Regions from separate parts of the Mus musculus genome. Here regions 1, 2, 4 and 5 are each linked to region 3. Evidence: chromatin contacts called from public HiChIP or PLAC-seq and promoter capture Hi-C data. All regions are on one chromosome and are shown on one strand. The core of a region is the stretch at or near the end of the contact, and the rest is flanking DNA. Distances in the headings are between cores, read along the strand shown.

The links. Promoter capture Hi-C pulls out the DNA fragments that hold promoters and counts their contacts. HiChIP or PLAC-seq counts read pairs in DNA pulled down with a chosen protein or histone mark. Capture Hi-C pulls out chosen DNA fragments and counts their contacts.
Region 1: a contact with region 3 is called in a promoter capture Hi-C map of liver, with 2.2 times the contacts expected there. The contact joins the promoter of Psmc3 here to the promoter of Mdk in region 3. A contact is called at or near these places in 3 of 39 promoter capture datasets (cranial neural crest and liver).
Region 2: a promoter capture Hi-C map of liver shows a contact between it and region 3. The contact joins the promoter of Slc35c1 here to the promoter of Mdk in region 3. A contact is called at or near these places in 1 of 39 promoter capture datasets (the C10 cell line), 1 of 484 Hi-C or Micro-C datasets (uterus), 6 of 115 datasets of contacts at active chromatin or transcription factors (embryonic stem cells, large pre-B cells and neural tube) and 1 of 9 other capture datasets (liver).
Region 4: a contact with region 3 is called in a promoter capture Hi-C map of liver. The contact joins the promoter of Celf1 here to the promoter of Mdk in region 3.
Region 5: an H3K27ac HiChIP or PLAC-seq map of microglia shows a contact between it and region 3, with 5 times the contacts expected there. The contact joins the enhancer-like site here to the promoter of Mdk in region 3. A contact is called at or near these places in 2 of 39 promoter capture datasets (pre-B cells and stem cell-derived epiblast-like cells), 1 of 484 Hi-C or Micro-C datasets (CD4 T cells), 2 of 115 datasets of contacts at active chromatin or transcription factors (embryonic stem cells and microglia) and 1 of 9 other capture datasets (liver).

The regions. Positions count from the first base shown.
Region 1 is chr2:91,052,355-91,056,860 of GRCm38.p6, reverse strand. It overlaps Psmc3 (proteasome (prosome, macropain) 26S subunit, ATPase 3), which reads right to left and starts at 2,845. Exons shown (of 12, transcript NM_008948.2): 1 at 2,530-2,845; 2 at 2,203-2,286; 3 at 1,757-1,882; 4 at 1,299-1,403; 5 at 1,151-1,213; 6 at 819-956; 7 at 60-203. The coding sequence starts at 2,613. It also overlaps Gm13778.
Region 2 is chr2:92,457,268-92,461,998 of GRCm38.p6, reverse strand. Slc35c1 (solute carrier family 35, member C1) reads left to right here and starts at 2,205. Exons shown (of 2, transcript NM_211358.2): 1 at 2,205-3,332. The coding sequence starts at 2,801.
Region 3 is chr2:91,929,146-91,933,550 of GRCm38.p6, reverse strand. Mdk (midkine) reads left to right here and starts at 1,692. Exons shown (of 5, transcript NM_001012336.2): 1 at 1,692-1,857; 2 at 2,103-2,179; 3 at 2,297-2,455; 4 at 2,572-2,733; 5 at 3,436-3,746. The coding sequence starts at 2,104. The coding sequence ends at 3,461. It overlaps Dgkz (diacylglycerol kinase zeta), which reads left to right. Exons shown (of 32, transcript NM_001166597.1): 32 at 26-724. The coding sequence ends at 142. It overlaps Gm39876 (a long non-coding RNA gene), which reads right to left and starts at 1,334. Exons shown (of 2, transcript XR_866530.3): 1 at 1,252-1,334; 2 at 1-914. Chrm4 (cholinergic receptor, muscarinic 4) reads right to left here. Exons shown (of 2, transcript NM_007699.2): 2 at 3,722-4,405.
Region 4 is chr2:90,937,495-90,942,302 of GRCm38.p6, reverse strand. It overlaps Celf1 (CUGBP, Elav-like family member 1), which reads right to left and starts at 1,906. Exons shown (of 14, transcript NM_198683.2): 1 at 1,662-1,906.
Region 5 is chr2:92,482,718-92,486,933 of GRCm38.p6, reverse strand. No RefSeq gene overlaps it. Among named protein-coding and RNA genes, the nearest start is that of Slc35c1, 25 kb to the right of the region's middle. Within about 2 kb of position 2,038, at least 75 of the 459 cell types and tissues checked have an H3K27ac peak or open chromatin away from gene starts, as enhancers often do. A contact at or near this core is called in microglia, where this site is marked.

The sequences.
Region 1 (4,506 bases), core at 1,596-4,095, 880 kb after region 3:
GCCTATGTCATACAGCTGCAAGTACCCCTACCCCCACCTTGCCCCCCACCCCCACACACCTTGGTCTGAGCAGCACAGGCTCGGGCAAGCAGAGTCTTCCCTGTTCCAGGCGGCCCATACATCAGCACTCCTTTTGGGGGCTGGATACCCAAGTTCTCAAACTTCTCTTTGTGGTTCATAGGCAAGACAATGGCTTCCACCAGCTGCCAGGAAGAAGTCCTGGGTGAGGAAAGTGATGCCCTGAGGGATCCTACAGCCCAAATCTAGTCTGCATCTTTCCTACTCTAATGCAGGAGTCTTCTCTCCTCTCACACCTGGTCTGCACTGGTCCCATGGCTCAGAGAGTAAGAGTGTTTGCTGTGCAAGCATGAAGACCTAAGTTCAAATCTCCTGCACCCATGTAAATATCCAGGCCTATAAAACACAAGTCCATAACCTGGGTGCTGTGGGTCAGAGTCGGGAGTTTGCAGCCTAGTTCCAGGTCCAGCCAGGGACCATGTATCATAGGGAAGAGTAGAGTACAGATCAGGCTATTTGACATTTTCTGTGTATGTAAGCACTTACACAAGTACTTACACCACACACACAGGAAGGAGGGAGGGAAGGAAGGAAGACACTGGGGCAAAAACTGGGAGCCTGAGTGGAGTTTTTGCTCTGGCCCTTTATGTGGACAATCTCCAATCTCTCTGGAATCCAGGCTTCGAGCACCTGACAGTCTTTGTTTTGTCTTGGTTGTTTTCTTTTTCCTTCCCACAGTAAGGGAATACACTCTGGTCAGTTAGATGAAAAAGTAAAAAGGCTGGCATGGCCTCCCTTACCTCCTGGATCTGCTTGTCCAGGCCCCCGATGTCACTGTATTGCTCCGTGGGCCGCTCGTCCACCTCCATGGCCTTCACCCGAGAGTCATATTCAGTGGGCAGGGTCTCCAGGATCAGATAGGAGTCTTTGTTCACACCCTGAGAACAGAGCATGGAGCTTTTGTGTTTATCCCGGTTCTGTCTAATGCTCCAGAGGACAGTGATTTGTAGTCTAAACAGAGAGCTACAGCACTGGCAAATTGCAAGAATCAAAGAGGCTGCAGACAGAGTCGCTGCAGCAGTGGCAAGGCAGCTTACTGGAGAATCCCTGCCCGTGCGCAGGTATCACTCACCACCAGGTCTCCTGGCTTCAGCTTTTCTGCATCCACCAACCCAATCACTGGCAGGAAGTATGTCTGTAGGAAGAGTTACAGGCAGTCGTAGCTACACGGAAACTCCCCCATGCTGCCCCCTGCCCAACTGTGACTGAGCCAACCTTACCTGTCGGGTAGAAGTTTTGATCACCGCACACTTGCCCTTCCTCTGAGAGTCCAGGTCAATGTTGGCACCATCCTCCTCCTGGTCATTGGGGTCAACGTCCAGCAACTAAGAAAGAAAATAGGCTCAGTTCCCTTCCCAAAATCCACTACTGTGTGTGCTCAAACAGTTCCCTAAACCCACAAGGCCACAGGCCTTCCTTCCCTCCTCAGTCTAGCCTTAAGCTTAATAAACATAGATGATGTGTTAGGGGGTTGACAACACCTTTGTTGAGGTGCTGCTTCTGTTTGCAAAGTTCATCTGCCCCAAGAAGGAACAAAAGAAGAAAATGGCAGAAATCTGTGACACTTCTAAGGTCTTTGCAGACTTAAACATTGCTTTTTACACTCTACCCTATGGGCCCCATCCCTAGATGTCTCCAAGCCTCCTGCCTCCTCCTCTTCCCACACACAGACACACACCTCGATGACATTGGAGACAAGGTACGGCAGGGTTTTGTTCACTTTGATTTTCTCACTGTTCTCTTTGATTTTGTCTTTCATGGCTTGGAGTTCATGGGTGACTCGCAATACTTCACTCTTCATGATCTGGGATAAGAGAAAACCAATGTTCAACCCTGATTCAGCCTGCATTCATTACAGCCCTCTAATAGATGAGGTCCAGGTTACCCGGGAGACCCATCCAACCAGATCTCAGGCTTTCTGAAGGCCCAGCCTGTACATGTCCAAACTGCAGAGGTCAGGACAAGAGGCCAGTGGGAAAACCTCCTGACAAAGCGGCTGTGGGACAGGGCTAGGTATTTTCCATGGGTTTGAGTGTGAATTCATCCCTCTCTGAGCCTCGGGTTCCTCATCTGTAAAATGGAGATCTGAGAACTCCGCTGCCTGCACCGGAGCCAGGAGCCCACCTTGATCTCGCTGTCTAACAGCCGTGTGCGCTGGACAATCTCTTCCGTGGACATCTTGAGCACCTCCTCCCCAATGCCATCTTGCTGTTCAAATAAGAGAAGAAGTACTTATTTACTGTAACTCAGAGCTGCCATCCCACGGTCCCACAGCCCCCTCAGCGCCTGCTTCCTTAACCCAACAGCAGGATGAAGTCGGGACAACCCAAGAAGCTCTGCAACCAGTCCAGACCGGACCTGGCCTTCCAGCCACCTCCTTTCCCGGCCTCCAAGAACGTCTAACCTTATAGCCCAAACTTTGGGACGCCCCTCAGGTCTCCCAACACTCACCTCAGCTTCATCCCACACGGTCGCCATCTTCTCCTGCCGAGTCACTGGACTCTCGGGCGTCGGCAGCAGATTCATTTCCTGCATGAAGAGGCCGAAACTGGGAGTGCGCACGAGCCCCTGAGGGAGCCCAGCGCAGCCTTTCTCAACGTCTTCTCTCCACCCGTGGAGAACTTCACCCGCGATTCCTGACGCGACAGAACGGGTTCTGTCCGCGTCTCCGAGCGAATCTGCCGCTGGGACTCCACGAACCAAACCGAGGCTACAGGGCCCGCCCCGTGGCTCGCCGGTTGCTCCGGTTTGTGCGGGAGCGAGGGCTGGGCTGCTATTGGCCGGCGTACAGGCGGGGCGGGGCTTGCTGCACAACCGGAAGAGGCGGGAGGCAGGAGAAAGCCGCGGAGTCTTTCGGGAAATGCAGTTTTTAGCCTGGCGGATAACTGAAAAGGAGTTTGCACAGGTGCCGGTGCAATCTAAGAACCCAGGTAAACTTGGAATTCACGGATTTGCAAAATGTCCAGTGTGGTGGCGCATGCCTTTAGTCCCAGAACTCTGGAGGCAGAGGTAGGCGGATCTCTGAGTTTAAGGTTAGCCTGGTCTAGAGTGAGTCCAGGAGAGCTAAGGCTACACAAAGAAACTCTTGTCTCAAAAACCAAAAACAAAAGGGAGGGAGGAAGAGGGGGGGGGGAGAGGGAGAGAGAGAGAGAGAGAGAGAGAGAGAGAGAGAGAGAGAGAGAGAGAGAGAGAGAGAGAGAGAGAGAGAGAGAGAGAGAGAGAGAGAGAGAGAAAGAAAGAGAAAGAAAGAAAGAGAAAGGTTGAAAAGAAACTGCTAGGTTTGATGGCACATGCCTGTCATCACAGACACTGAGCCACTGCAAAGATGAAGCAGAAGGATTGCTGCATATTAAGGCCACCCTGTGCTACATAGTGTATTTCTAGCTATTCTGGTCACACTGTGAGTCTTAAACAAAAATAGCCTAACAAAACCCAGATAAACCATTGCTTCTACTAATATTAATGCAGATCTAACTGTCCACATAGGGAAGTTATTTTTGTTACAATGTACTGTATATATGTTTCTACTCTTGTTTAAAGTATTATATCTACACAACTCATGTGCTGTAAAGTTCTAGTCCTTTAAAAAATTTTATTTATTTATTTTGATTTTTCGAGACAGGGTTTCTCTGTGTAGCCCTGGCTGTCCTGGAACTCACTCTATAGACGAGGCTGGCTTGAATTCAGAAATTCACCTGCCTCTGCCTCTGCCTCTGCCTCTCAAGTTCTGAAATTAAAGGCCACCACTGACTGGCAGATTTATTTATTATTATAAATAAGTACACTGTAGCGATCTTCAAATGAACCAGAAGAGGGTGTCAGATCTCATTATGGGTGGTTGTGAGTCACCATGTGGTTGCTTGGGACTTTCAGAAGAGCAGTCTTACCTACTGAGCCATCTCTGCAGCCCAAGTTCTAGTCCCTGAAAGCTGCTATTACAAACTGTTTAGGATAATCTGAAAGGCAAGTTAGTAATTAGTTACCCATAAATAATGACATTTATGGTCATGTTAGATACTAGTTTAGTTAATTACAGAAATAAGCTTTATTTAGTCTAAAGATGTTTTCAAAGTTACACAGGTTGTAAATAGCTATAAACAAGCAATGCTTGCCTATTCAACATAGTCTATGTCGATAGATGGTCTTCAAACACTTCAGAGATCTATAGAATATGGCATTTAAGATGTCTTAATAACAAGGCTTTTTTTGTGAAATTGAGATGCATCAGCTCCTGGCATTACCTAAATATTATTTCAAAAAGATAATGGGCATTGAAGACCCTCCATATGGAGTTTGATTCATATGTGGCAAAGCTAGCCACCTGGCAAAAGACTGTCCTTGCTTCAATTGCTGACAACATGCTGTCTAAACCATGGACAGTGGGACACAGAGGAAGTCAACTGCCAAATGTTTCCAAGACAAGGTAGG
Region 2 (4,731 bases), core at 956-3,455, 530 kb before region 3:
CCGTGTCAAGGCATCCCTTCCCCCTGAGGGACCAGCCACACAATAGTACAGTATAGAATAGAGTTTATTCAGGACATGGGGAAGGGAGTTAAGAGGGTAGTAGAGGCAGAGAGAGGGAGAGAGTAGAGAAGTACAGGCCGGCCATTATGGCGTGGAGAGAGGGAGAAGGAAATAGGGAATGAGAGGGAGCAAGAGAGCAAGAGGCAAGAGAGGGAGGAGGGGGCAAGCAGCCCCTTTTATAGTGTGCCAGGCCTACCTGGCTATTGCCAGGTAACTGTGGGGTGGAGCTTAGACGGAATACTAACAACAGTGATCTCAAAAACACTCTAATACCTTTGCTTAGCTACCTCACATGCAGCCCCTGGTCAGGCACACAGGAGGTGCTCTCCCCCCATGTTCTCTGAAAGAGACAATCACTGTCTCCCCTAGAAGTGGAGCTGTCCATTAAAACCAGCAAATCTATAGCTAAATGTGTTTCAATTTTATATTTTGACAAATCAGTACTGATTCCCCACCCCTCTTCCCTTGCTGTCCTGGGAATTGAACCCAGGACCTTGTGCATCCCAGGCAAGCACTCTAACACTGAGCTATATAACACTGAGCTTGATCTCCAACCCTTTATTCATGTCTAGGTATGTGTGCCCAAGCCCCCCTTTTTGAAACAAGTCTCACTAAATTGCCCAGGCTGGCCTTGAATTTTATCCTGTAACTCAGACAGGCCTTGAACATTTTTTGTTTTGGTTTGGTTTTGGTGTTTCGAGACAGGGTTTCTCTGTGTAGCTCTGGCTGTCCTGGAACTCACTCTGTAGACCAGGCTGGCCTCAAACTCAGAAATCCGCCTGCCTGCCTCTGCCTCCCAAGTGCTGGGATTAAAGGCGTGTGCCACCACTGCGCGGCTGAGCTTTTGATCTTCCTATCTCAATTGGGATTACAAGCCCTTTACCATCAGGCCCTACTAATAAAATAGTAATTGAAATACTTTAAGCGAGACATCTTTATAACCAACCACATAAGCAATAAGTCTGGAACCCACTGTGTTAGCCATTTCCATAATAAAACCAGCTCAACCTAGGGCAAACTTGCCTGTCCAACAATGGTGCTAGGGAGAAACCAGAGAAAAGTCAGCCCTTCCAGATGCCCAGGTGTAAAAGACCTGGAGCTAATGGCCCACTCAAGCCTGGTTCCCGGGACTGAGAAGGGTACTCTCGTAGGGGAGTGGCGGCATCCGCAGTTCTCCCAACCACGCCCTTCTGGAAGCACCAGCTTGGACCCATAGGGCCAAAGATGCATCTTGTCAAGGGATGCGCCAAACGACAGTAACAGAATGGAGGAGTCCCAGGCTAGCTGGGGTGGAGGGTGGGAGATGGCGTTGACCTTAGATAAAGGAAAGAGGCTTTCTTGATGGGCTCCCGTGGGTAATCGCCCCACCTTGCCCAAAGCCCGACGTGGCAGGAAGTCGTACTGGGGGCGCGGCTTGGGCAGCGTTGCAAGTTCAGCCGAGGGTGGTGCTGCAGGTGCACCCGAGGGCACCGCCGAGGGTGAGCACCAGGTCCCTGCATCAGCCAGGACACCAGAGCCCAGTCGGGTGGACGGACGGTACGTTCTGGAAGGGAAAGGGCCCCGGGAAGGGGATACAGCATTGAGAAGCTCAGAGGCTTTGGTCTGGGCATCCAGAATGGACTTTATCTGGAGGAGGTGACATGGCTTCTCGCCTCTGGAAGTGCTGCTTGGATCTCCGGGACTTCATGTCCTGACTAGGTCTGGAAGCGGTGAAAATAGGGGTAGGAAAAAAGGAGAGGACTGCAACAAGGTCTTCCCGAGTGGCCTGAGCTCGAGGGACGAGGGAGGTGCAACGGTGGGGAGCCGGGCGCAAGGGCTGGGCGGAGGGAGGGGGGGGGTCTCCCTAAGCAGAAAGGTGGTATTCCATTTTCTGGGTAGATGGTGAAGATGCACCTGACCGAGTCTGGTCGATCTGAAGATATCAGGGGAAAAGATAGTGCGGGTGGAGGGGAGAATGACAGAACCTTCCAGAAAATGGGAGAGGCTATAGCACTTGCAAACCCTTCCCTGATCTCCGGGGACTCCCGGAAGAAGAGGGCAGGTCTGTGGGCATAGGTGCAGACTTGCCGGGGAGCTCTTGACGGCCGCGGGAAGTGGCAACGGCCTGCGAGCTGGCCCTTTAAGGCGGCTCGTAGGCGTGTCAGGAAATGCGCGCAGGGCCCGCCCTGCTCGGTAAGTGGCCCGGGACCCGCGTCGCTGAGCCGGAACTTGAATTCGGCTCGTGGCAACCGCAGGGCCTTGCTCCGGTCAGGCCCCTGTCCGTGTCCCTCGAGACGCCTTCCTGAGCCTCGGTGATCTCCCTGCAGCACGCCCTCCTTTCGGCTCTGCGGGTGCTTCCGGGGGTTCCCGCAGCCCATGCTTCCCACGCGGTCCGCGTCCAGTTATTTCCTCCTCCGCTCCGTCCTTCCTTCGCTCTCTCGCTTCCTTTCTCCCTGCGACTCACGTGTCCCCTGTCCTCAAACTGGCCATGGCTGTCAAAGCCCACATCCTTAGTTAGGCCCCTTCTCCCTTCCCTGGGTCTTGTTTCGTGACACCACCTCCCTCCCCCGCCCCGGGAGCGAGCAAGATGAGGAGCGGTGCACCTCGGCAAATCCGGAAGCAGAACTTCATCCAAGAAGGAGGGGACCGATAGGTCATCCCATGTGACAGTTGAAGGCTGCAGCCACAGACCCTAGCTGCTTGAAGCCCTGTAGTCCAGGGACTGCTTCTGGCCGTAAGGTGACCCAGCTCTTCTGCCACCATGAACAGGGCGCCTCTGAAGCGGTCCAGGATCCTGCGCATGGCGCTGACTGGAGTCTCTGCTGTCTCCGAGGAGTCAGAGAGCGGGAACAAGCCATTTCTGCTCCGGGCTCTGCAGATCGCGCTGGTGGTCTCTCTCTACTGGGTCACCTCCATTTCCATGGTATTCCTCAACAAGTACCTGCTGGACAGCCCCTCCCTGCAGCTGGATACCCCCATTTTTGTCACCTTCTACCAATGCCTGGTGACCTCACTGCTGTGCAAGGGCCTCAGCACTCTGGCCACCTGCTGCCCCGGCATGGTAGACTTCCCCACCCTAAACCTGGACCTCAAGGTGGCCCGAAGTGTGCTGCCGCTGTCAGTGGTCTTTATCGGCATGATAACCTTCAATAACCTCTGCCTCAAGTACGTAGGGGTGCCCTTCTACAACGTGGGACGCTCGCTCACCACCGTGTTCAACGTTCTTCTCTCCTACCTGCTGCTCAAACAGACCACTTCCTTCTATGCCCTGCTCACCTGCGGCGTCATCATTGGTGAGTGGGACTGGGGGCGTGGGGAGCAGGAATCGTAAAGATCAATACCACATTACTCATTATCTGTCCCAGGTCTTTTGCACCACCAGTCATAGGGAGAGACCTGTAGAGAACAAATAACTTCCTTACTGTGACTCAGTAAGTTAGGGATCCAGCCAAGGTGAACATAATAATGTTAGGCAGACACTACAGCAAAGCCAGCCAGACACTCAGATCTAGCTAAGCATTTGAGCCATGTTAATGTAACGGATCCCCATTACAAGGTATAATATAGCTGCGTTTTATGGAGAGAAACCCAAGGCACAGAGAAGCTAAGTAGCTGGGATCACACAGGTAATCACTGACGTAGCAGAAATTTGCACATAAGCAGTTACCTCCATAGGTTACACTCTTGACCAACACACCACTGTTCTCAAGAGGTCAAGGGTGAACTCAGGTCATCACAATTGGCACAAGTACCTCTACCCACTGAGCCATTTCAGTGGTCCAGTCAATATGTGTGTGCTTTAAGAGGCTTTAACTACCTTCTCAGATGTGACCATAAGTAATTAATTACCGATAGGAGCGTTGTGCTGATCATTACACTTGTAGCATCCTCTTTATTGTACCCATAAGCTCTCTGAGTGGCGGCATCTCTGTGAAACTGCAGCTCGGAGAGGCTGCGCTCCTTGCCACAGCCCCACAACTAAGAAGCAGATAGTCTGGGACGCAGTCCCCAGTTGGTCATACTCCCTGGCCTGTGTTTCAAGCCAGTCTGCTTTGCTCCTGACCCTTGGGAGTTAGCGCAATGAAAACCAACACTATCACTACAGTCTAAATGTGCTTTTAAATGAAAGCCCAGGAACTTTGAAGCATCCGGCCCCTTAACGGCAGCCACTATGTCCTGATTCCGCCAACATCTTTTCAGTGCCCGGCAGTCACATGGAGCAAGGGCCTCTTGGCTTGGACAGCATGTGTTAGGGAACATGTTTGCCACTTTGAATGAATTTAGTGGCTGCTGGGTTACAGAGACCAGGGCATCTTTCCCCTCAGAGTCCTGAATGAACGAAAAGCAACCTTCATTTGTACCTGCTCTGGATTTTAGTTCGTCTTGTTTGGCCTATTTAGATGTCCCTGGTGTCTCTGAGGCCCAGGCTGGGTGCTCTAGATGTAGGGACCAGGCCAACCTGTACTGTCTTCCCTAGAAACATTGCCCTGGTTGGGCAGCTCCTGGATCCAGGGTTAAGGGGTCTGGGCGGAGAGAGGTCAGATAGTGGCAGGATGCCTCCCACTGCCCCCACATACATACCCTAAGAGATCTGGTACTCCTCCTTCCAGCCTACAAGCTACCGTGGGGTCCCACTTCAGTCCACCAGCCCTGCCAACGTTAGAGGGGATGGGCCTCCTAGTAGGAGAACTT
Region 3 (4,405 bases), core at 443-2,942:
TGGGGGCCCTTCCACCCTTTTCCAGGGCGACACTCCCCGGCAGCGCGCTGAGAAGGCTCAAGACACAGAGCTCGCTGCCTACCTGGAGAACAGACAGCATTACCAGATGATCCAGCGTGAGGACCAGGAGACAGCTGTGTAGTTAAGGGGACCATGGATCAACAAGGGACACTACCAGAGGACTCTCCTTGCCCATCTCACTGCCACATTCCTGTCAGATGGCTATGGGGGGACCCTGCCACAGGGAAGGAGCCCCGTGCCACCCCCTGAGAAGCTGTTCAGATCTAGGGCTGGACTCTAAGGAGCTGGACTCTCACCTGTCCCTGGTTTCATGGGGAACAGGAAACAGGCTGGGCTGGCTGGTTCCCTCCCTTCAGGGCAGCCTCCAGCTCACCACAGCAGATGGAAGGGCTGGACAGAGCTCAGCATCGATGTCAGGGAGGCCTGCACTCAGCAGGACTTTCAAAAGCCACCTGATCCTTTGGGCTCTCTGGAGGGTTCTGGGTACCTAACCCTCCTCTCTGATCCACCCACCCTGGGCATCCCAGAAACTCAAGAGCCTGCTGTATTCACTTGCCCGCTGCCCTGCTTGGCACCTACCCTGGTCTTCCTCCTCATGTATCCAGCCATTTCATTTCGGACTGTATGGCCTGGGGTGGGGGGTGGGGCTCCCACGGTGACTTGTTTACAGCTGGGTGTGACTCAGTAAAGTGAATTTTTTTTCCTTTCTTGTTTTCTTTTTTTCTTGTTGTGGGGGACTCACATGAGCAATGGTGTGTGCTGGGTAATCCTTGGGGTCGGGGAAATGGCCACCAACATCTCAGATCACTTCGGGAGATGGGTCTGCCCCGATCCTGACCTCTGCCTAGGGCCTTAGGCTCACAGCGCCTGGGGCGGAGCTGATTTTCCCGCTCCTGCAGGGATGATAACAATGAAAGTAAAAGAGGTGGGGCGGGGGCCAGGCTTGGGTTCTTTGGTCTTTTGGCCCTGTGCCCTGGAGCAGTCCCCTCCCCCTGGCTTGTACTGGGGGGGGGGGGGGGGATCTGCTTGAGGTGAGCCTGAGGCCCCAGGGTCAGGGGTGGGCGGTTATCACCTCCGGGGGAAGCCCGGTCTGGAACTTCTCAGACAGCTCTTGTCAGCGACAAGATTTACCAAACTCATTTCTATGTGCTTCCCCATCCCCCCCAACGCCCTTCCCTCCTCCTCCTCCCCCAAACCTGCACTAGAAAAAGGCTCTCGAGCCTTGCTCACCCGGAGCCATCTGAGGTCCCAGGTACCCAGCTCCCTGCCACATCAGAGACCCTTCTTGCACTCTGAGTGAACTGATTAAAAAAAAAAAAAAAAAAAAAAAACCAAGCCGGAGGTGAGCCGGGCCTCGAAGGGAAGGTTCGCGGGTGCGGTGGCCGCCCCGAGCCTGTGACACCAGGACATACTCCCGGGGCCCGCGGTGGGCAAGCGAAGTGGTGACCTGAGAGCTGACAGGCTGCGAGAGGGAAAAGTATAGACAGGCCTAGACCAGGGGAAGGGGAGGGGATAGAGAGCTGGGCCTGCTACGAGGGGACCTGAGCCAGAAGCGCACTGGTAAAACCGAACTCCAGGACCAGAGACCCAGAGATCAGAGGTGAGAGGCACAGACGCGGGAGTCCCGGCTCGGCGAGGGGCGGGAGTGGAGGCGGGGACTAGGGGGGTCTGGGGAGGTGCGGGTTTGGGGGGAGGGGGCGGGTCCTTCCACGGGATGGGGGGAGGGGCGGGGGCCCATGTGACCGGCTCAGACCGGTTCTGGAGACAAAAGGGGCCTTAGCGGCCTTAGCGGGACAGGCCGGAGCGGGAGGGAGCGAAGCATCGAGCAGTGAGCGAGTGAGCGCACGCAGTGGCTGTGGCCCCAGTCCCTTCAGGCGGCTGCTCTGCCACCAAGGGGGCTGAGGTGGGGGTGGGGGTACGCTGAGACATCGGTTCCAAGTCCTCCCTCCGTCTCCCCCTTGTCGGTCCGACGTTTTGGGCCTGGAAAGTGGGACAAGTCAGTCAAGGGTGGGAGGTCCTTCCCGCGGTTCCTAGCGGAGAAGAGACTAGGCGAGAAACTCTAACCCAGGTTTTACCCCTAGGATGCAGCACCGAGGCTTCTTCCTTCTCGCCCTTCTTGCCCTCTTGGTGGTCACGTCCGCGGTGGCCAAAAAAAAAGGTGATGGGATAGGATGGGCTCAGGAGTAAAAGCTGGGGTGGGCAGGTGAGGCAGGCCGTGTGACCAAGTGCTGGTCCGGCACGCCATGTCCTTAACTTTGTTCCTTGCGCCCTGTAGAGAAGGTGAAGAAGGGCAGCGAGTGTTCGGAGTGGACCTGGGGGCCCTGCACCCCCAGCAGCAAGGACTGCGGCATGGGCTTCCGCGAGGGTACCTGTGGGGCCCAGACCCAGCGCGTCCATTGCAAGGTGCCCTGCAACTGGAAGAAGGAATTTGGAGGTGAGGTGGCGCGCGGGAGGAGGGCGGGAAGCCAGAGGGTATGTCCTTATAAACCGGAGGCAGGGAGGACATCCACAACCCTCCTGTCTCTCACCGTGGGGCCACTCTCCCATCAGCCGACTGCAAATACAAGTTTGAGAGCTGGGGGGCGTGTGATGGGAGCACTGGCACCAAAGCCCGCCAAGGGACCCTGAAGAAGGCGCGGTACAATGCCCAGTGCCAGGAGACCATCCGCGTGACTAAGCCCTGCACCTCCAAGACCAAGTCAAAGACCAAAGGTCAGCGAATATGGTGGGGTTGTGGGCCAGGCTACTCCATGCTCTGTCTCTGCAGAGCAGTCTTAAAGTTAGGAATGGGCAGGCACTTGAGGGCCACTCTCAGGAGATGCTAAACCCTCTGCCCAAGTAGGAACTACTCTTTCTGTTGGATCATCCGACCTGGGTTCCTGGGAAAGGCTTGTCTTTGTCAACTGAGGAAGGTGGGGTGGGATCAGGGAGGAGTTAACTCTGCGCTTAAAACTATGGAAAGGCTGTCCCAAAGGTACATGCTGCTACCTGACTCCCAACAGCTATTGAGGCCAGCAGGGCAGAGGTGACTCTGCCCATTTCCCCGGTGAGGAACTTGGAGTACTCTGATCCTAGATGAAAATAGAAAGTTGAAAGTCAGGCTTGGTAGCTCGTGCCTGTAAAAAGCGGCACTTCAGGACTGAGGCAGTAACACTGCCTTGAGTTCAAGGTTACAGACTGAGAGACTTGAGAGTCTGTCTTTAAAGGGGGGGGGGGGGCGCGAGGGTTAAAAAGTTGAACGAATAAAGAAAGGTTTCATATCACATGGCTGCCCTTTCCCACCACTTCCAGGTGAACTGGTCAGTCACCACTAGGGGGCAGGATTTTCTCTCCTTGATGGACATGTCTGCGTTGTCTGGTGAGTCCGAGCTAGGTCACCCACCGCACTAATGCATCTCCGTTATTGTTTTCCAGCCAAGAAAGGAAAAGGAAAGGACTAAGTCAGGAGGCCAGAGAGCCTCCGGCCTCGCCTGGAGCCTGAACGGAGCCCTCCTCTCCCACAGGCCCAAGATATAACCCACCAGTGCCTTTTGTCTTCCTGTCAGCTCTGTCAATCACGCCTGTCCTCTCACGCCCACACCAAGTGCCCAAAGTGGGGAGGGACAAGAGATTCTGGAAAGTGAGCCTCCCCATACCCTCTTTTGTTCTCCCCACCCTGATACTTGTTATTAAGAAATGAATAAAATAAACTCACTTTTTTCCAATAAAAGCTTCTTTTTTAATATATAAAAGCCCCTTCCCAGTTTGCCATGGAGCTCTGTCGGAGGTGGGAAGATGGGGAAAGATGGACTGAGGGGAGCTGAGGGCTATGAAGGAAGTGCTCCCTACAGCTCGTGGAAAAAGAGCAGAACATTTACAAAAAAAAAAAAAAAAAAAAAAAAAGTCTCCCAGGGACCCACAGGGCTGGGGTTAGGGAAGGGGACCTAGGTGACTCACTTGAACTCTGTCCCAGCTCATCAAGAGTTTCTGGTCCAGGCTACTGCAAGTCTGGAATTTTCTCATTGGGGATCCATGAGGGTGCTTGCTTGTGTCATTCGCCACTGTGGGCTGTATGGATCACCAAGTTCCCCACCATCACCTTTCCCTCCTTGGACCCATACCTCCCTCCGCTCAGAGGTAGAGAGGAACACTGCCCACTGCTGTTCATTTGATGTGTGACCTGGGGGGGGGGGTTCTTGACAATTTGACAATAAGATCCACCATTAATTGATTCAGTCCCCTGGAGTCTGTATCTCGGCTTAGCATGGCCTCCCAGTTGCCCTGTCCAGATGACTGCTGGCCAGGGGAGTGCCAAAGGGCTTGGCTTCCCATCCAGAGCCTGGCTGAGCAACAGTGGCAGGGAAGTCCCTCACCTTGGAGTGGGACTTGGGGGCAGGGGAAGGGC
Region 4 (4,808 bases), core at 657-3,156, 990 kb after region 3:
ACTTCAAGCCCAGAGCCCTTGCCATTCCATCACATCTTAAATCTGCATCATTGCTCATGATAGTGTGATAGTGTTGTGAATTTTTTTTTACAAAGGCAAAGCAAGCAAACCTTTGGTGGGAGATGTTTTAAAAGCACTTGCTATAATAACCTTGGGCAAATAAGTCACTTTCCTTTGTGAGAAAGCCAAAGCACTGAAGAAAAAAAAAAAAGCAACCCTTTCAACTGTAACAGCCCCTCTTGCTAATGGATCCTTGGGAAAAGAAAACCCAAAGGGTAAGAATGAATGAGAGGATGGAGACGTAGGCTCTGGAGCCAAGAGCCATTCTTAAGAGAAACAGGTGGTGGAGAAGAAGAAACCAAGAGAACTCATAAGCTTGCCAGCTAAAGTAACAGCTGCAAATCCCAGCTTTGCTTTACCATAAGCATGGCTTTCAATCCTCCCTAGGTCATGATCAGAAACCACACTCTCAGGCAATAAAACTACTAATATAAAAACTAGTATAGAGAGAAAAAAAAAATCAGTGCCGTTGCAGTTGGTCCATTCTAACCTCCATGATTTTCCAAGTACACTTGTTAATGCCAAAACCAAAAAGAACTCTAAGCAATTCCATCTGAAGACACCGTCATTCTAAGGATCTAAAAAGAAACAAACTGGAAAAAGTGAAAAAGTGCAATTCAAACCTCTTCAACTCAGAGACTAGAAGACAGAGAAGAGATCTTTTAAAGGTTAAGTTCCTTTTAAGTGTGTGCAAAGGGTGTTTGTAACCTCCTAACAATGCAGACATTATCAACAGAGTCTATGCTCTTTAAAACTGTTCAACAGCTTTTATATACAGCATTAACTCTGAGCACCAGAAAGAGATTCTGTTGTGCTAAACCAAGCTCTGACCAAAATCTCACACTTTCTCCCCGGAATCAGTCTCTAAACCAATGAGAAGCTCCTTAAAAAGCATATGCAATGGTCGGAGAAAATTAAAACAACATCCTGTCAGAACCACCACAACCGAGACACCACTACCGACTTTAAATCCAAAGCCTGGGACCTAGCGAAGAAGGCACCCTCCAGAGCCGTCCCCGCTCCTGGGTGCGAGATTCGAGCCCTGCTACTAGGCCTTGACTGGGCGAGCGAGCACCTGATGTGGGGGGTAGGGCGAGCCAAAGCGGCCCCAGGGCGAGAACTGCAAGAGCTCCGGAGGATCGAGAGGAGCGCTGCCTTCTAGGGGCGGGAATCTAGGACACCCCCGGGGGTGGGCACGAAGAACACGTGGGGCGACAGGGTCAGGGAAGCGGCGTCTCGGGTAGACAGCCGCGATCTCGCCCAGCGGACCCGGAGAGGAGGACTCGGGTGCGGTGCAGGAAGCAAGCCCTCGGGGCCGGGAGAGTGGAGGCAAAGGGCAAGGGAGCCGGGGCCAGGCCACGAGGAGGGCGGGTCTCCCTGGGAGCAGGGGCACGCGCCGGGCGGACGCGAATGGGCCCCCGAGTCCCGAGCAGTCCGCGGCCTGGTCCCCGGGGTGCGGGGAAGCGGGAGCGACCGCACCCGGAGGGCCCTGTGACCCGTAGCCGCCCGAACCTGACCCGCCCCGCGGCGCCTCCCTCCAGCCTCCCTCTCTTTCCCTCCCTTCATCCCGCGGCCCGTTATCCTGCGGCCGCCGCACTCACCAGCGGCTGCACCTGAGCCCGCCGCTGCCTCAGCTGCTGCCTTGCTCCTCCGCAGCCGCCGCTGCCTCGCTGCTGAGGCCGAATCCCGGGGGAGCCTCCGCGTCCCGCCGCCGCCGCCGCCTCTGCCGCTGCCGCTGCCGCCAGAGCAGAACACCCCAAAATGGCGGCACTTCCGGCACCTACCACCGGCGGGGAGGGCCGCCGCGGAGGGGGCGGGCGGCGAAGGGGAACGTACCACCGCGGCGCCGCCCGCCAGCGCCGAGCCGAGCCGAGCGCCGCGCAGGGGCGGGCGGAGGGCCGGCGCTGCAGCGCCCCCTCCGGCCGGGGAGTGAAGGAGCAGTCGCTCTGAAACCCTGGGGGCCGCGGGCGGAGCCCTCAGCCCTGGGAGCTGTAGGGGTGCATCTCTTTGTCTCAGAGCTGCACTGGAGGGAAGACCCCGGCCTGGGAATCTGAAGTTCTTGCCTCTGCGCACCGCACTAGCTGCACCTCTGGCGGGCAAGCAACGCAGCTTGGCAATGAAAAATACACATAATAAATATCGAATGAATGAATGAATGAATGAATGAATGAATGAATGAATGAATGAATGATGGGTGCTTGGCTAACACTGGACGCAGGGCACACCCTTTCTTTTTGCACATCAGCATACAGACAACTGTATCCAGGCCTTCCTTCTGATGGAATGTGTGTTGCAAGCTTTCAGAGTTAGGGAAGTGCCTGTACAGAGATGTTCAACTGCATGCATGCGCAATCTGGCAAAAATCCCTGCGGCACCAGAAAGCTCTTAAGTATTCTATTAAGAGACTACCCAGTCCAAACCTACTCTTCTTGGGAAAAAAAATAACAATTAAAACACTTTTTACGAATCCAGCACCCCCTTTTAGGATTCGGTATTCCTAACCTGCATCTAGCTGGATTCACGCATTAAGTGTGTTGTTTATTACACAAAGTCAGTGAAATGTGAGACAATGAAATGCAGATTGAGAAAACTTAGTTCTGGGAGGTCAGGGCTCCATCAATTTACAAATTACTCATGAGTTGGCAATTATTTCTCTTTATCACTTAGCTTCCTAAAGCAAAATATATATCCACAAATGCCGGTTATACCCTACCCTACCCTACCACACTCACTAAGGCAGCCCCCACCCCTGCCCCAAGCAGCAGCCAAGAGTTTTCCCCTGTGCTAGAGGCACAAACAATCATGTAGATCAAAACAATTAGCCCCTAGGTTGTTCATTATCAAATTACCTAAATTGTACTGTAAAGCTTTGGTTGTTTTTTGTTTTTTTTTTTTTTTGTTTGTTTTGTTTTTTTGAGAGTTTCTCTGTGTAGCTCTGGCTGTCTTAGAACTCCCTCTTGTTACTGAGACTGACCTCAAACTCACTTGGTGATCCGCCTGCCTCTGCCTCCCCTAAATGCTGGGATTAAAGGCGTGTATCGCCACACCCGGCCTGTTCGTTCCAATTTTCAAATTGGTTTTCTACCTTCTTGTTGTTGATTGATGGGAATGGAGTTAGAGATGTAACTTGAATTAGTTGCATATAGATGGATACGTTAGGAAAAATTAGAGTGGTTATGAAAGATGGAACACTGGTATTTTTAACTAGTTCTTGAATAAGACTCTTGGCAAAAAAAATAACTGTTAGGAGAAAAAATTAGTCCTGCTGGTAATGGAAGATTTCTAAGAGTCGTTAGGGTTACTGCAGAGAATTTATTTCATTGGAGGGATAATGATGAAAATAATGTTTGCGTTGTTAGGGTCTGAGAATTTGGGAATAATCCACTATGAAAACCAAGTTTTGAGCCAGCAAAATGTTTCTTTATTCAACTTTATTCAAAGGCTGATATATCAGGGAGACGGCGGGGTTCAGGATCCAAAACTATGTCAGTCAGGGGCAGAACAGAACAACTTTTTGCTCCTGTACTTTTTTCTTTTCTTTTTAAAAGATTATATATATTCTAGCTGTCTTCAGATACACCAGAAGAGGGCATCCCATTACAGTGGTTGCTGGGAATTGAACTCAGGACCTCTGGATCTCTGGAAGAGCAGTCAGTGCTCTTAACTGCTGAGCCATCTCTTCAGCCCCAGAACAACTTTTAAAGACAAAACTCCACAGACTACGTGGGGTAGGGGGCATCCAACCAGATTCACGAATACATTGGGTTTTTCACACCTGGTATTTTAGGTGGCTTCCTGCATAATAAGTGTCTCGGGTGGTTTACTTGATAGCTTGGCCTGGATTGAGGCCAGCCAGTGATGTTTGGAGCAGGATACAGTGGCTTGGATTTATCCAGAACATTTGAGCTGTTCCTGGGAATTTAGCTTAGTATGAAATGGAGACTATATACAAGATGGAATCTCTGTAGCTATGGCCCCCAACATTTCTTCCTCTTCCTTGTAACGCATGAAACCTTTGATGTCATAACTCTTGGTCAGTATATAAGGGGTTACATTGGGTCTTTGGAACCATGAGCTTAACAACATTTATCCTAACTCGCACAAAGTGAGAAATGAAATTTTATAGGCAAAGGGTGTGTTGGGGTCTGGGAATCACTGCACAAATCACTTAGACACCAATCTCAGTCAACTTGGGATAGTTTATATCACAGCCCAGGACTGATCAACAAGGGACACAATTCAGGCTCAAGAGCTGAACCATGACTCCAAGTTCCTACAAGGCTCTTAAGCCTGAGATATACAAACATCTGCGCCAAGTTATTCCACCAATCAAGACTTAGGGATAGGGGTTTCTGTAGGAACATGGCTTTGTTACTCTTATGCTGTTCCCATTGGTTGGAATATTCAGCTGTGACAGGGGACCTGCCTTGTTTAATATTCATGTCTTAACTTGTCTACCAGGCTAGGACTTGTCTAACATTCATGTCTTAACTTGCCGTTCCCACGTACATGTCTCTTTCTGGAAACTAGGATGTCAGTTCCTAGGGAGGCCTTGGGAACTTAAACTTAACTCAACCCCTACTCAAAATGGAAGTCTTATTCCAAATGGTTTCTTATATTAGTGCAGGTGTCTCTCTTATGTTGGTGTCCATGCCAGTGGCAGCTTATAAGCGCAAATACCATAAAAGTTCATACACAGGGGCAAGAAGTGCTGCTGGGTGGTTGTTTGGATCCAAGCTTACTGTGGG
Region 5 (4,216 bases), core at 789-3,288, 550 kb before region 3:
GGGGATTCGGAGTTTGCTGTGGACAGCTCCATGTCTTAGTGACCATCTGCACCCTCAGGGGACACTTCGCAGGTCTCTGTCCTTGGGTGACCATGGCACAGTCGTGTTTAACCCCCTTTGGGAGACAGAAGTTTGCAGGTATCTGGATGCATAGAAAGGAGAATCAACTTCTGAATGTGGATTTAAGTGAACTTTGACCCGTACTGTTAATGAAAACAAGGCACACACATGCATGCTCACTGGTGACACCTTAGAATCAATCCCCTAGCCTCCAGGCTCAGCCCCACCAGACCCTTTGTAGTTGAGCCTGTGGTTCCACAACTGTCCACAAGACGGCGCTCCCACTCTAGTAGTCCCCGGACCCTAATGCATTGCTATTCAAAACGGAGCCAGGACTTGGTTGTCAAAAGAGAGAAAACGCGGCTGCGGAGGGGAGGGCGAGTGTTCTAGCTCCCACCCAGTGATCCCTGCCCTATTTCTTACAGCGAATTATGGTCTGAAACAGGGAGTCGGGAAAATCTGTAGTCACCATCCTGTTTGGAGCTTAAAGACAAGGGAAGCCAAAGTTATGAAAAGTGAGTTTTCGGGTTTTTCAGACGATCCCTCAGTTACTGACTCTGTGGCCACAAGTAGATTACGTAGCTTCTCTATCCCTCTGTTTCCTCAGTTCCTCCCCAGTTTCTGTGCAAACCCACTTAACATCTACAAGTGTCTATATATTCAGATCACTGGCTGCTTTCCTAATGCAGGTCTCATTTCAGCAGCGACACACACACACACACAGAGGCACACACACATAAGCACAGGTACACACACAGAAGCACACATGTGTGCAAATTAACATGCACACACATGCACAGGTACACATATACACCCAACAAGGCCTCCCTGACCCTCTCTGCTGATACTTCTTGTGACATGAAACCGTCACATTGCTTGGGAAATTTGTTTTGTATGTTGATTTAGTCTTCTCCTGGACGGCGCACTTTTAATGGAAGTAAGACCTGAGTGTCCTCGTCCCTGAAAGGCGAGGACGCGCATGATATCTGGTGGATCCCAAAGCCCAGGCAATCTCTCCCGCTCTGCCCAGCCGGCGGCGGCTTTAGCTCTGTGCTGGTGCTGCCCTCCAGTGGCGCTGGGCCCATGACACCTGCTTTTTTTAGTGTCCAAGCGTAATCTTTTCATCCCCTCTATCTACATGGGTCCACCACTAGCCCCGAGGCTCTGTAGAAAGTGGTGGAGAAGGTGGGACCTTGTCTCCCAATGATCATCTCACCTAAGTCTGAATTGCAAGCCCCTGAGAAAAATAAGCTTAATGTCAGAAGACCCCTTGGGGCCGACTTAATAAATACGGTGTCTGTCTTTACATAAAACCCTGCAGGGGCCAAGCCAGTCTGACTCTATTTTACTGATGAAACTCTAAGACCCAGCATCATACAAAGATAAAATTGTCTGGCCTGGGACTGAAGAGATGGCCCAGCCGTTAAGAAAGCTTGCTGTTCTTGCAAAAGATCCAAATCCGGCCCTCAACATTTCCGTCGAGCTACTCACGACGACGATCTGGAACTCCAGCTCCAGGGCATCCGACACCCTCTTATAGCCTCTACAAGCACACACAAACACGAGGCATACGAAGAAATAAAAAATAAAAAATTTAATTGCCTGTCCTAAAGGACCTGAGAACTCGCTCCTCCACCCTCCACCTTCCAGGCACAGGGCAGCTGCACCTTGTGCAAAACCGCGGCCGCATAAACCGGTCCCTGGAGTGGTATCTTTCTTCTGTAAGACTGCCATTTCTTTTTCCCCTCGACATTGTCACTAAATATTTCACTGAGGATCTGCAGGAAATTAGGGCGGGCCGTCTTCATAGGGTCAAGTCGCATCTTTCTTTCCAGAGTTATTGGTTTTTCGGGCCACCATTTCATCACTTATAGAGCGCTCAGATGACAACGTTACAAGACACAGATAAGAGATTCCCATGTCGGTGGCTGTGAATGTGGGCAGTGGTAAGCTGGGGCAGGATTCGCTCACAGAATTTACAAACTGCGACGCGCGTAAAAGAGAGCGCATGCGCTGCCGCTTTGCCTATGGCGGGTTTGCAGTCCCCATTTAGTAACCCACTTGGCGCCTCCAACTCACGGAACTTGGGCAACGCTTGGGAGGCTGTTCTGGTGGTTTTGTTTGTTTGGTTTTTACAGAGACTATTGCTTTGTGATCAACTTCACTCAAGCAAATTACACAAAGCCACATAGTTTCGGTTTCAGACAGGTCTCACCCTACTGCGTTTCCCTGGTTCTGCCCTCACCACCATCACCACCACCACCACCACCACCACCACCACCACCACCACCACCAGAGGAGGTGGGATAAAGAAGACTAACTTAGCAAATTCCAGCCAATGCCAGGCCGTGTGAGAGTTGGCTGTGACTGTGTCCCCTGCATATAATTTGGTTGGCCCAGCTGTCAGGACAACTGGTGATGCTGCACGCTGAAGAAGGGGGGCCACCCATCCCACCTGAGGGGCCGGAAGGGGCTTTTGGTTCGTGTTGGGTGGGGGAGGATAGAAAGAGACCATAGGAAGAGAGACAGTCTGAGTTTGAAGTATGTGTAGGGTTATCTACGTTCCTACACTGCCAAGAGGGGCTCCTCAGCCCAGCCTCTGGGGCTTGGCCCTCTAACCTTCCCAGGCTAGCCCCAAAACAGGGCACTCTAGGGAAGAAAAGGGACAGGCAGCCAAGCCAAACTTTGAACCAACTGGTTTTGCTTGCATATAACCTTGAACAAACCTCTCTGCAGACTCTGTCTCCCTGCACCTCAGTTTCTCCCTCCCTCTTTAGAATGGGGAGAACAGTATCATCTGCTCCCCAGAATAAAGCAAACGAATCACAAGAATAGCCCTCCTAAGGGAGGGCAGGAGCCCGGCTCTGACTTCTCACCTCTGAACTGGGTCTGCCTGAAGGGGAGATGGACCAGCTCCAGGGGCCTCTTCACTCTCAGCTGCCCCAATTAGCCTGCTCCTCCCAGCTGCCCCCTTCCCAACACCGCGGAAAAGATGCAGGAGCACTTAGTGAGTATAGGAGGTTGGGGATTGTCTTAATCAGGATTTCAAAACACCACGACCAACTTGGGGAAAAAAGGGTTTATTCAGTTCACACTTCCACATTTCTGTTCATTACCAAAGGAAGTCAGGACAGGAACTGAAACAGGACGGGATCCTGACATCAGGAGTGGATGTAGACACCACAGAAGAGTGCTGCTTACTGGTTTGCTTCCCCTGGCTTGCTCAGCCTGCTCTCTTGTAGAACCCAGGACCACCAGTCCAGGGATGGCACCACCCACAATGGGTTGGGCCCTCGCCCTCTTGATCACTAATTGAGAAAATAAATGCCTTATAGCTGGATCTCATGGAGGCATTTTCTCAACTGAGGCTCCTCCCTCTTTGATGACTCTAGCTTGTGTCTAGTTGACACAGAACCAGGGACACTCGGGTGTCCCACTTGTCCAGTCCCTCACTAGTAAATAGCATCAGCTAGGGCAAAGGTCGTGGCCAGAGCTGGGACTTGCTGCCTGGAAGAAAAGGGGCTTTACTTCCTTTCAAGATCCCAGCTCTCCTCAGAGCTCTAAATCCCCAGATTACCAGACCTCAACGTTCCCATCTGAAAAATGGGATGCCTTAGATTCTCTTGCTGTTTCAACTTTGACTGCCCCGGATGTCTGAACTTGGGGCTCTCACCCCTCCTAGTCCTCCAATATGTTTCTTTGTCTCCCCTTCTTGTGTCTGTTCTGTCATGAACCCCTCTATTTCCCCTCTGCTGCTCAGAGCTCTCAGGCCCTGCCTAGATACATCTGTGACTCCACACACTCTTGTTCTCTTTTCTCTCATCAGCCTCAAGTCTGCTGTGGTCTGGTGCCCCTCCTCATTACTGCGACCCTTCTCTATGCCTGGGCTTCCACACTGATCTGAAAGGTTTCAGGTTTGAGATTCAAGAGGGACACTGAGGCAGATTGTCCTTTGGGTAAGAGGGTCATCAAAAAAGTTGCTGATGCTGTAGACAGAGCACTCTGAAGAAAGATTAGGCACTTCACACAAGGGCCCCTTCTACACTGAAGACGGATGGTGATTATGCAATGCATGATTGATAGGTAGTTTGTGGTATGTGTTTACAGTCAGGCTGCCTCTCAGGGTGAGAGGTCTAGTGTCTGTACTATAAAATCA